2 separate regions of the Anas platyrhynchos genome follow, and region 1 is linked to region 2. The links are chromatin contacts, called in public Hi-C maps. All regions are on one chromosome and are shown on one strand. The core of a region is the stretch at or near the end of the contact, and the rest is flanking DNA. Distances in the headings are between cores, read along the strand shown. Region 1 overlaps SOS2 (SOS Ras/Rho guanine nucleotide exchange factor 2). Region 2 holds the start of NEMF (nuclear export mediator factor).

What was found. A called contact is a pair of places that touch in the nucleus more often than the background predicts.
Region 1: a contact with region 2 is called in a Hi-C map of skeletal muscle, with 1.8 times the contacts expected there. The contact joins the enhancer-like site here to the promoter of NEMF in region 2. A contact is called at or near these places in 2 of 8 Hi-C or Micro-C datasets (liver and skeletal muscle).

Annotation. Positions count from the first base shown.
Region 1 is chr5:2,951,921-2,956,184 of IASCAAS_PekinDuck_T2T, forward strand. SOS2 (SOS Ras/Rho guanine nucleotide exchange factor 2) reads right to left here. Exons shown (of 23, transcript XM_027459535.3): 11 at 3,217-3,298; 12 at 2,436-2,558. Among named protein-coding and RNA genes, the nearest start is that of VCPKMT, 20 kb to the left of the region's middle. Within about 2 kb of position 1,926, at least 5 of the 8 cell types and tissues checked have an H3K27ac peak or open chromatin away from gene starts, as enhancers often do.
Region 2 is chr5:2,905,331-2,909,230 of IASCAAS_PekinDuck_T2T, forward strand. NEMF (nuclear export mediator factor) reads right to left here and starts at 2,246. Exons shown (of 33, transcript XM_027459538.3): 1 at 1,045-2,246; 2 at 781-849; 3 at 12-114. The coding sequence starts at 1,103.

The sequences.
Region 1 (4,264 bases), core at 676-3,175, 46 kb after region 2:
TGGCCAGGGCAGATAATTGATTTTAATTTGCCAGTCTGGTGTGAATCAAAGTACTGGAGCAGTCGGCTGGTCTAGCTGAGTCAAGCTAAGGACGCTCAACATGAACACATGGAGGAGAAACACTGGGAAGAGGAGAGCTATTGAAGTTAAAGAAGAAAGTTTATCCCATGGAAGAATGGCTACTCAGACCCTTCGGGCTGGAAATTAATGACAGCTTCTAACCATCAAAGGAGTGATGTTTTGAAACGAGTTCCCAATAACAGTAATAGAGGATCTTATCTAATCAGTCTTTGCCTTTGAGATATCGTGGTAGGAGTACCGAAAAAGCAAGAAAGACTACCTGGTTCTGCTGACTGCACTTGCAGCTGGGCACCTCGTCTTTCTCATAACCTCACCTGCGTTTAGTCAAGTCAAAGACCTGACTGTTTCTGTGCACTGCACAGCATGTCTACAGCGTGTGGAACAAGTGCTGAAGACGGGGAAGGACTGGGCACCTTCATGTTCCCCACCTTACTCCCAAATCTCAGATCTCTCTGAAGTAGAGCTCAATACTGTTACAAAACTGGGATGTGTGAAGTGCTGGGCACGTCAGCATAAAAGATCAAATTCAGACCCTTCTTTTGAACTGTAGGACAGCTAACAGTTTCAAGCCACCAGAAACCTGTAGTATCTCCTCGATTCTAAGATTAACTATAAGCCACAGAAGTGTGTGTGTTAAATAGCAGCTCTGAACCACATCTCTCATCAAGGAGGCACTGATACGGGCGCTCAGCTCACCAACCACAGCATGAGTTAGACATTAAGGGTACCTGTCATGACAAGAGGTATCCTAATGTCTCAAAGATAGAAACCAGAAACCAAAACCAAACACCCTGGAAACTTTGGAACTAGGCACAGGTTTCAAACAGCTCAAATGTAACATGTGAAAGTGATAGTGCTGCACTGATTTTGGAAATTAATAGCCAGAATCATGGTTACTTGCTGCCTTTAACTGTTCTACGGGTTCTGTTTCATTGAGAAGCCCCTTGTCCTGCTCAGCTATGGTATCAGCAATGCTGCACGAAGATGTATTTGTACCATGCAGAGGGGCACTGTGAGGAGGTCTCCAAGCAGCTTCAAGCCTAGCTAGAAGAGGAGGATATAAAAATAGCAAGAAAAGCGATACAGCTATATTTAAACTCGTGAGCCAGTTATGTCACAAAAGCCCATTCTGTGCAAGTTTCTTTGGAGGGGCTCTATAGGCGTTTATGGGGATGTCTGCAGAAACACTAACCAGAAAACAGCAAGCTGAAACCTGGAAAAAATGATGCTGAGAAGTAGCGCGTGAAGATCTCCCACGAACTGATAGCTCTGGAGACCAGCAGCCCTGCCGAAGCCACGGGAGCTGATAAACTCAGAACACCAAGAACCTGAGAAAGCTGCACAAGGACGGGAGCGCACAGAAGTATCAAGGTTACTCTGGGGTTGTATAACTTGGACCACATCCAAGAAAGTGGCGGCTCCTATATATCAATGAGAGCTACAGGATTGTGTACACACATGCTTGGGTGTTTAGTTTGGATCTTGATTATTTTTTTAAATGTATATATTTGTACACAAGTATGTGATGAAAGAGGTACGCCCTCAGTGACCTTCCAAAAAGCTATACTGAAGGTCCTGGCACGTCAGGATGATTCTCTAGTTAACAGTTAATTGCTGCTGCTCTGAACAGGTAACTGTGAAATATGATTGTGTGGTAAGGGAAAAAAAAGGAGGGTACTGTGCCTATGGTTACTTGCCATTAATAGTAACAGCTTGATACTACTCATAGCAAGTTTAATGAATAAAGGTTGTTCTAACAAACACTGGCTGTGAGCTCTGTCTCCTCCTGACTTGATTCCCTATCAGGGAAACAACAAGCCTCATTCATGCTAGAAATGCTTAATTGTTCCCCAAATTAGCTAGGTCAGCAAGACCTTGAAGATTCACTGTAGCCTGTTGCAAAGTGCAGTACAGACAAGAGTCTCCCTGTGTGCAAATCCATCAATAGGCTGGGAAAGGGAGTAAAATACCAGCAGGACTGAAAAAATGGAAACAGAGAAACTATCTTCACAGGGCCTGTTAACAAGGAACCCATTCAAAACGCCGTCAGAAACACTTTGAGTTGTACATCTCTCACCCACACCCGCTTTCCATAGCAGCCATGCAGCGTTCTTGTGGGTGGCGGAGATCACAGCTGTGAGCAGCAGAGACCCGAAGTACAGTTGCAACAACAGCAACAGAAGTCAGTATGACTAATCAGAACATGGCTTGGGATATTAGTCTGGTTGCAGACAATGATAAGTCCCTACTTGACAGCACAGCAGTCTCCTAAAGAGATTACCGTCTCCAGGCATGCAACGTAATCGCTGTACTAAAATCTGGCTTTAAGAGAACAAATTTAAAAGCAAAGAAACCTGAGTTGCACTGGCTGGACGTATTCCTTGCGAAATCGCTTCAGGTCTGCGCTGATGGGCTGCTCTCCTTTCTCAATTGCCAGCCTGTCTGCTTCAGTAGGCTCCGGCTCGGGGATTTCAAACCTACGAACACAAGCACCAGAAAACTGATGGCAATTAAGATAAAAGCCAAACCCTTTATGTAGGACATGAAGCGCAATTTTATTTAAAGAAATTCAGTGCAGTGAAACTCAGGCACTCATCTGGCATCCAGTCTGCCTGGAATTCCCTCTTCCCCTGGCTATGTGCTGCCAACACACCCAGCTCTCACTGATAATTCCCTAGTTTTCTGGTCATCACAAGATGTCTAGACTAGGATATAAGGTTTTGAACTACCTGCTAGCCTGATTAAGTGAAGATTAGAAGAGAGCTTAAGAGCAGCTTTATCACACTGCATTAACATGTTGTTTACTATACGAGTCTGTGCCTTTCAAACAAACTGCTTAGAACACTTCAGGATACTCCAACATGTAAGCAGTCCAAACCACCACCACCCCACAGCTGAGGCACACCAACTTCTCTAGCTGATAAGGAATTCAGGTGCTAATTTAACAAACAGGAAAAAAGGAAGCTTGCATTGAAAACTGTCATTGCTGTAGCCCTTTTAAGAAGTTTCTGTTTTATGAACTTCACTGTTTTTCCTGTTTGCCAAATGTATTCCACACGGCACTGGGAACACGAGTGGAAAAGGAGCAGGTAAATGAACACAAAGCCTTTTTCAGAAAGGATAACCACAGCGTACCTTTCAATCAGTAAGCTCAGCAGTTCCTGGGGCTTGCAAAAGGAGCGATATGTGGTAAGGAAAGTACGTACAAAATTTGGATCTGTAAAGACAGAGTAAGAAAACGATGAAAGTTTTTTAAACCTTGTCTCAAAATATCAGGAAAAAAAATACATGTCCATACAGGAAAAGTTTAAAGTGCAGAAAATACATGGAAATTGTAAGTCAAGCACTGTAGAAAATACCCGAACTGATACTGCTTGTGAAATTTTCATTTAGCCCTCTGATACAATTCAGCTGCACATTCTCTCAAAAACTGTCTCAGTCTTGGCATGTGGAACGGCTTACACTCACTGCCCAGGCAGCCATTCAACGCCTTCAGAAAGACAAGGAAAACAACGTAGAACTCGGCTGTCCGCTATCATGACATCAAAAATACCTATACCACCCCGACGAAACATTTGTCTTACCTGTGCTTACAAAAATCTCCCCAGCAGAGCCTGCTCGCCTCCCCCGGCCACGCCGCTGCAGCACACAACTGCTGTGGGCTGAGCAGCCGGCAGGGAAAGCAGCACGGGCAGCAGAGGCCTTACAAAGCAAATACCTGCAGCACTTCCAGCCCGTGCATCTCCAGAAGCCACCACACCTGCCTCCTGCCTTCTTGCTGCTGCCGGAGGTGTGTTACCACCAGGCTGTCTGCAAGCCAGGACAATTCTCAGCCCGGTGTCAATCTGCCTGCCCTGGCATTTCGGCTGAGGCCAACACGTGTTTGCGTTGGCCCGCTGCTAGCTTAGAAGCATACATCTGTTATGATCTTGTTTATCAGAGGTATTAAGTGCACTTTATTTCACACCCCTAACATAGTTTTCCGTGCTGCAAGAGCACTCCCATCAGTTGAACCCCTCTGCATCAAGCTGGATTATAAATTTAGTGGCCATCTGCTAAAAAGCTCCATCAAGCTGACCAGCACCACAAAACAGAGTCAAGGAGAGAACCCAGCCCTCTAATACAGCACCCACGTGCTGCAAACACAAACATTTCTCCTCTTGCTCCACAGTTCCATGCCTCA
Region 2 (3,900 bases), core at 996-3,495:
GATTGGTTTACCTTCATTGCAAAGCTGGATGGCATCATGTTTTTTGGCCATTCGAACTCCGTCGTGTGAATCCGTATCCCAGACTCAACCAGCAGCGTGGCCTTGCAGTCGGGTCTGTTACCAAAATAAAGATTTACCACTTGGTACCTGAGCAGCCACCTCGTGCTACACACCAGGCTGCACTGGGATGAGACCAAAGCACCACAGGCAGGAGCGCATCACCTGCAGAAAACACTCACCAAAACCACTGGAATCCATCAAACAGTGCTGCAGCCACACTGACAGCAAAAGGATGCCCATGTGTGAAGTTTATAGACAAAGGGCCAAGGAAAATGGTTTTGGAGTCCGAAATCCCCCAGTGCAACTGGAGGCAAGGAGGTGATGCTGGGCCCAGGTGAGACACGATGCAGCGGACAGGTTGGGGACAGCAGCGTGCCATCCCCACCACCTGGCCTGGGAATTAATATCACTACAGAACCGAGGCTCTGCCCTCCTGAACACCTCTCCTACTTTCCCACAGAAAGAAATAGGGATGGCTGCGTGCTTTTACAGCAGCTCCTGGGGCCTTCTCTACCTTTGCTGCAGCATTTTGCTTGTTTCACAACGCTATGTACGCTACCCCCAGGGCCTTCCAGAGTAAAAGTTACTGAGAAAATGACAGGATTCCACTGAAAAATGGTCAGAAAAGCGAAACACCTGCCAGCAGCAACGCCATATGTACAAAAATCGCAATTTCCATACATACAGTGACTGGGTAAGGGGAGTTACAGCGATTCTTACTTCTGCAGCCGGATGAGATAGGTCTTGTTGTCCACATCGTAAACATTGCTCACTCTCATTCCCAGCAAGCTGCCAAAAAAATAAAAAACAATAAACACGGCCGCGTTACGAGCAGAACCCCACACCACACCACACGGAACCGTGCCGGCGCCTCAGGCAGCGGCGGGGCTGGGGGGGCACGGGCTGCCCGGGCACGGTCTGGGGGCCCCGCACAGCCCCCCCCGGTGCCTCCCCGGTGCCGTGTGTCCCCCCCCGGTGCCGTACCTGCGGCGGAGCTCGGCCAGCAGCGCACGGATATCGATGGTACCGAAGCGGCCCTTCATGGCGCCGCCGGCCCGGCCCGGCTCGGCCCGGCCCGCTGCGCATGCGCCGCCGCCTCACGGAGCTCCAGGGGGCGGGCGAGCCTCAGAGGAAAAACGGTGCGGGCGGGCCCGGCAATGAAACACAGAAAAATAAACACAGAATCATCACAGAATCACAGAATGACAGAATTTCTAGGTTGGAAGAGACCTCAAGATCATCGAGTCCAACCTCTGACCTAACACTAACAGTCCCCACTAAACCATATCCCTAAGCTCTACATCTAAATGTCTTTTGAAGACTTCCAGGGATGGTGACTCCACCACTTCCCTGGGCAGCAAAAGGAGCCCGCGTCTCTCTGTGTTGCCCAGGCTACGCTGCAGTGGCTATTCACAGGCGCGATCCCGCTACTGACCGGCACGGGAGTTTTGACCTGCTCCGTTTCCGACCTGGGCCGGTTCACCCCTCCTTAGGCAACCTGGTGTGCCCCGGCTCCCCGGGGCTCACCATATTGATGCCGGCCTTAGCGCGGACGCCCGCTCGGCATAGCGCACTGCAGCCCAGAACTCCTGGGCTCAAGCGATCCGGCGGGCTCAGCCTCCCGAGCAGCTGGGACTACAGGCGTGCGCCACCGCGCCCGGCCACCGCTGCCCCACGTTCCCCTCAGCCTCGAAGGGAAAATGGTGCCCCCAGCCCCTCAGGATGTCCGCAGCAGGGCGTCCTCTCCCTCACAGAGCCGCTTGTTAATCCGTGTGTTGTCTCCCAGAAGTTCAGCCGTTAGCCAAATAGAATCATAGGATTATTAAAGTTGGGAAAGCCCTCCAAAATCACCTGCTCCAACCACCCCCTACCACCACTGTCACCACTAACCCACGTCCCCAAGCACTACATCCAACCTCTCCTCAAACACCCCCAGGGACGGTGACTCCACCACCTCCCTGGGCAACCCGTCCCAATGCTTGGCTGTTCTTGCTGAGGAGAAATTTCTCCTCATTTCTCACCTGAACCTGCCCTGGTGCAACTTGAGGCCATTCCCTCTGGTGCAATAACGAGTTATCTGTGAGAAGAGGCCGACCCCCAGCTCCCCACACCTTCCTTTCAGGTAGTGAAAACTGGAAGGACCCCAAACTCTCACAGGGGAAATATAAACAACCCTAACAAAGTAAAATAAAATAGAATAAAATAAAATAATAGAACAAAATAGAACAAAATAGAATAGAATAGAATAGAATAGAACAGAATAAAATAAAATAAAATAAAATAAAATAAAATAAAATAAAATAAAATAAAATAAAATAAAATAAAATAAAATAAAATAAAATAAAATAAAATAAAATAAAATATTTGGAGTGATAGCTATAAAAACAGAAAAACCAGTGATACACCATTTTCCGGTCTGCCCCCCAGCAACAAGCTGGCTGCACTCCTGGAGCTCTGCCCCACCAAGCCCTGAGGAAGGCACTCCATGGGCCAGCCGGGCATTGCCCAGGGCTGGAGGGGCTCTGAGCTACCCCAAAGGAAGCAAATCCTATCTGTACAGCCTCTGCTTCCTTGCCACAGGCCTGGGTTCGTTGCCTCTCGCACAACCATTTGGGGTCATGCTGCCAGTGCTTCGCTGCAGGATCTAGCTGGGGGCTAGCAGAGGATCAGCAGCATCTCCTTCATCAGTGAATTTCTTTAAAATCCTTCTAAATCCTCCTAAAATCCTTCTCCTCCCCCTTTTAGAGATACCTGTTTTTCCCCCTATGTTCCTCTCTTCCCTTTCAGAAAGCCCCCTGTGTGACATGCCCCGCTCCCCTCTTCTAGCTGGGACTCCCCAGTGTGTCAGTGCGGCTCGTGCCGCAGCGTTCCCAAATCAAATCCCAATCCCTTGCTGCCCATTCAGGCATCCTGAAGGCACAAAAGGAGGCTGGGTCCCGCTCTCTTGCCCAGGCTGTGCTGTAGGGTCTGTTCACAGGCGCGATCCCGCTACTGATCAGCACAGGAGCTTTGACCTGCTCCGTTTCCGACCTGGGCCGGTTCACCCCTCCTTAGGCGACCTGGTGCCCCCCAGCTCCCCGGAGGACACCATATCGATGCCGACCTTAGCGTGGACGCCCGCTCAGCACAGCGCCCTGCAGCCCAGAACCCCCAGGCTCAAGCCGTCCGCCAGCCTCAGCCTCCCCGGCGCTTGGATTACAGGCACAAGCCACCGTGCCCGGCTGGTTTCCAGCCTTTTGCAGATTCCTCCACATCCATCCTGTACGGGCTCTGCTTGGCCACACAGTGGCAGTGGGGAACTGAGAGACAGGCCTTGTGCTGCTTGTGTTCTATGATTGAAAATGGGTGGAGGGATTTTTAATCATAAAGTACACAGGACAGACATTTCTGAGCACAAGTAGGTTTAAGCAGCTGAGAAAGCCCAGAGTTCTCATTTTGAGCCAGAAGAGGCATGTCGTGATGCTCTGCTTTCATTTTAAGCCAAAATAAGCATGTTGGGGAGCTCTGTCTCCAGGACAGCTCAATATGCTTCATTTACTGAACAGAGGGAGAGGGGGTAAGAGTTGTCCCACTCCCCGCTTTCTCTTACAGAGAAAGGCTTCTCGATTCATTTCCTAAGAGTGGGAAGCTCAGAGCCGAGGACACAAATGAGCTGTGACAGCAAATACCCAAGGGAGGAGGCTAATGAGACGCTCCTGGGAGCCTGGAATCAGCATGGAGCAGGCTGCCTAACCTGACTGTGCTCAAGGGACGTTTTCTGACTTGCAGGTCTGCAGGGTCTCTGAGATGGAAACATGATGGGAAATTCTACTGCCTGGGATTTCCCATGTTCATAGTCAA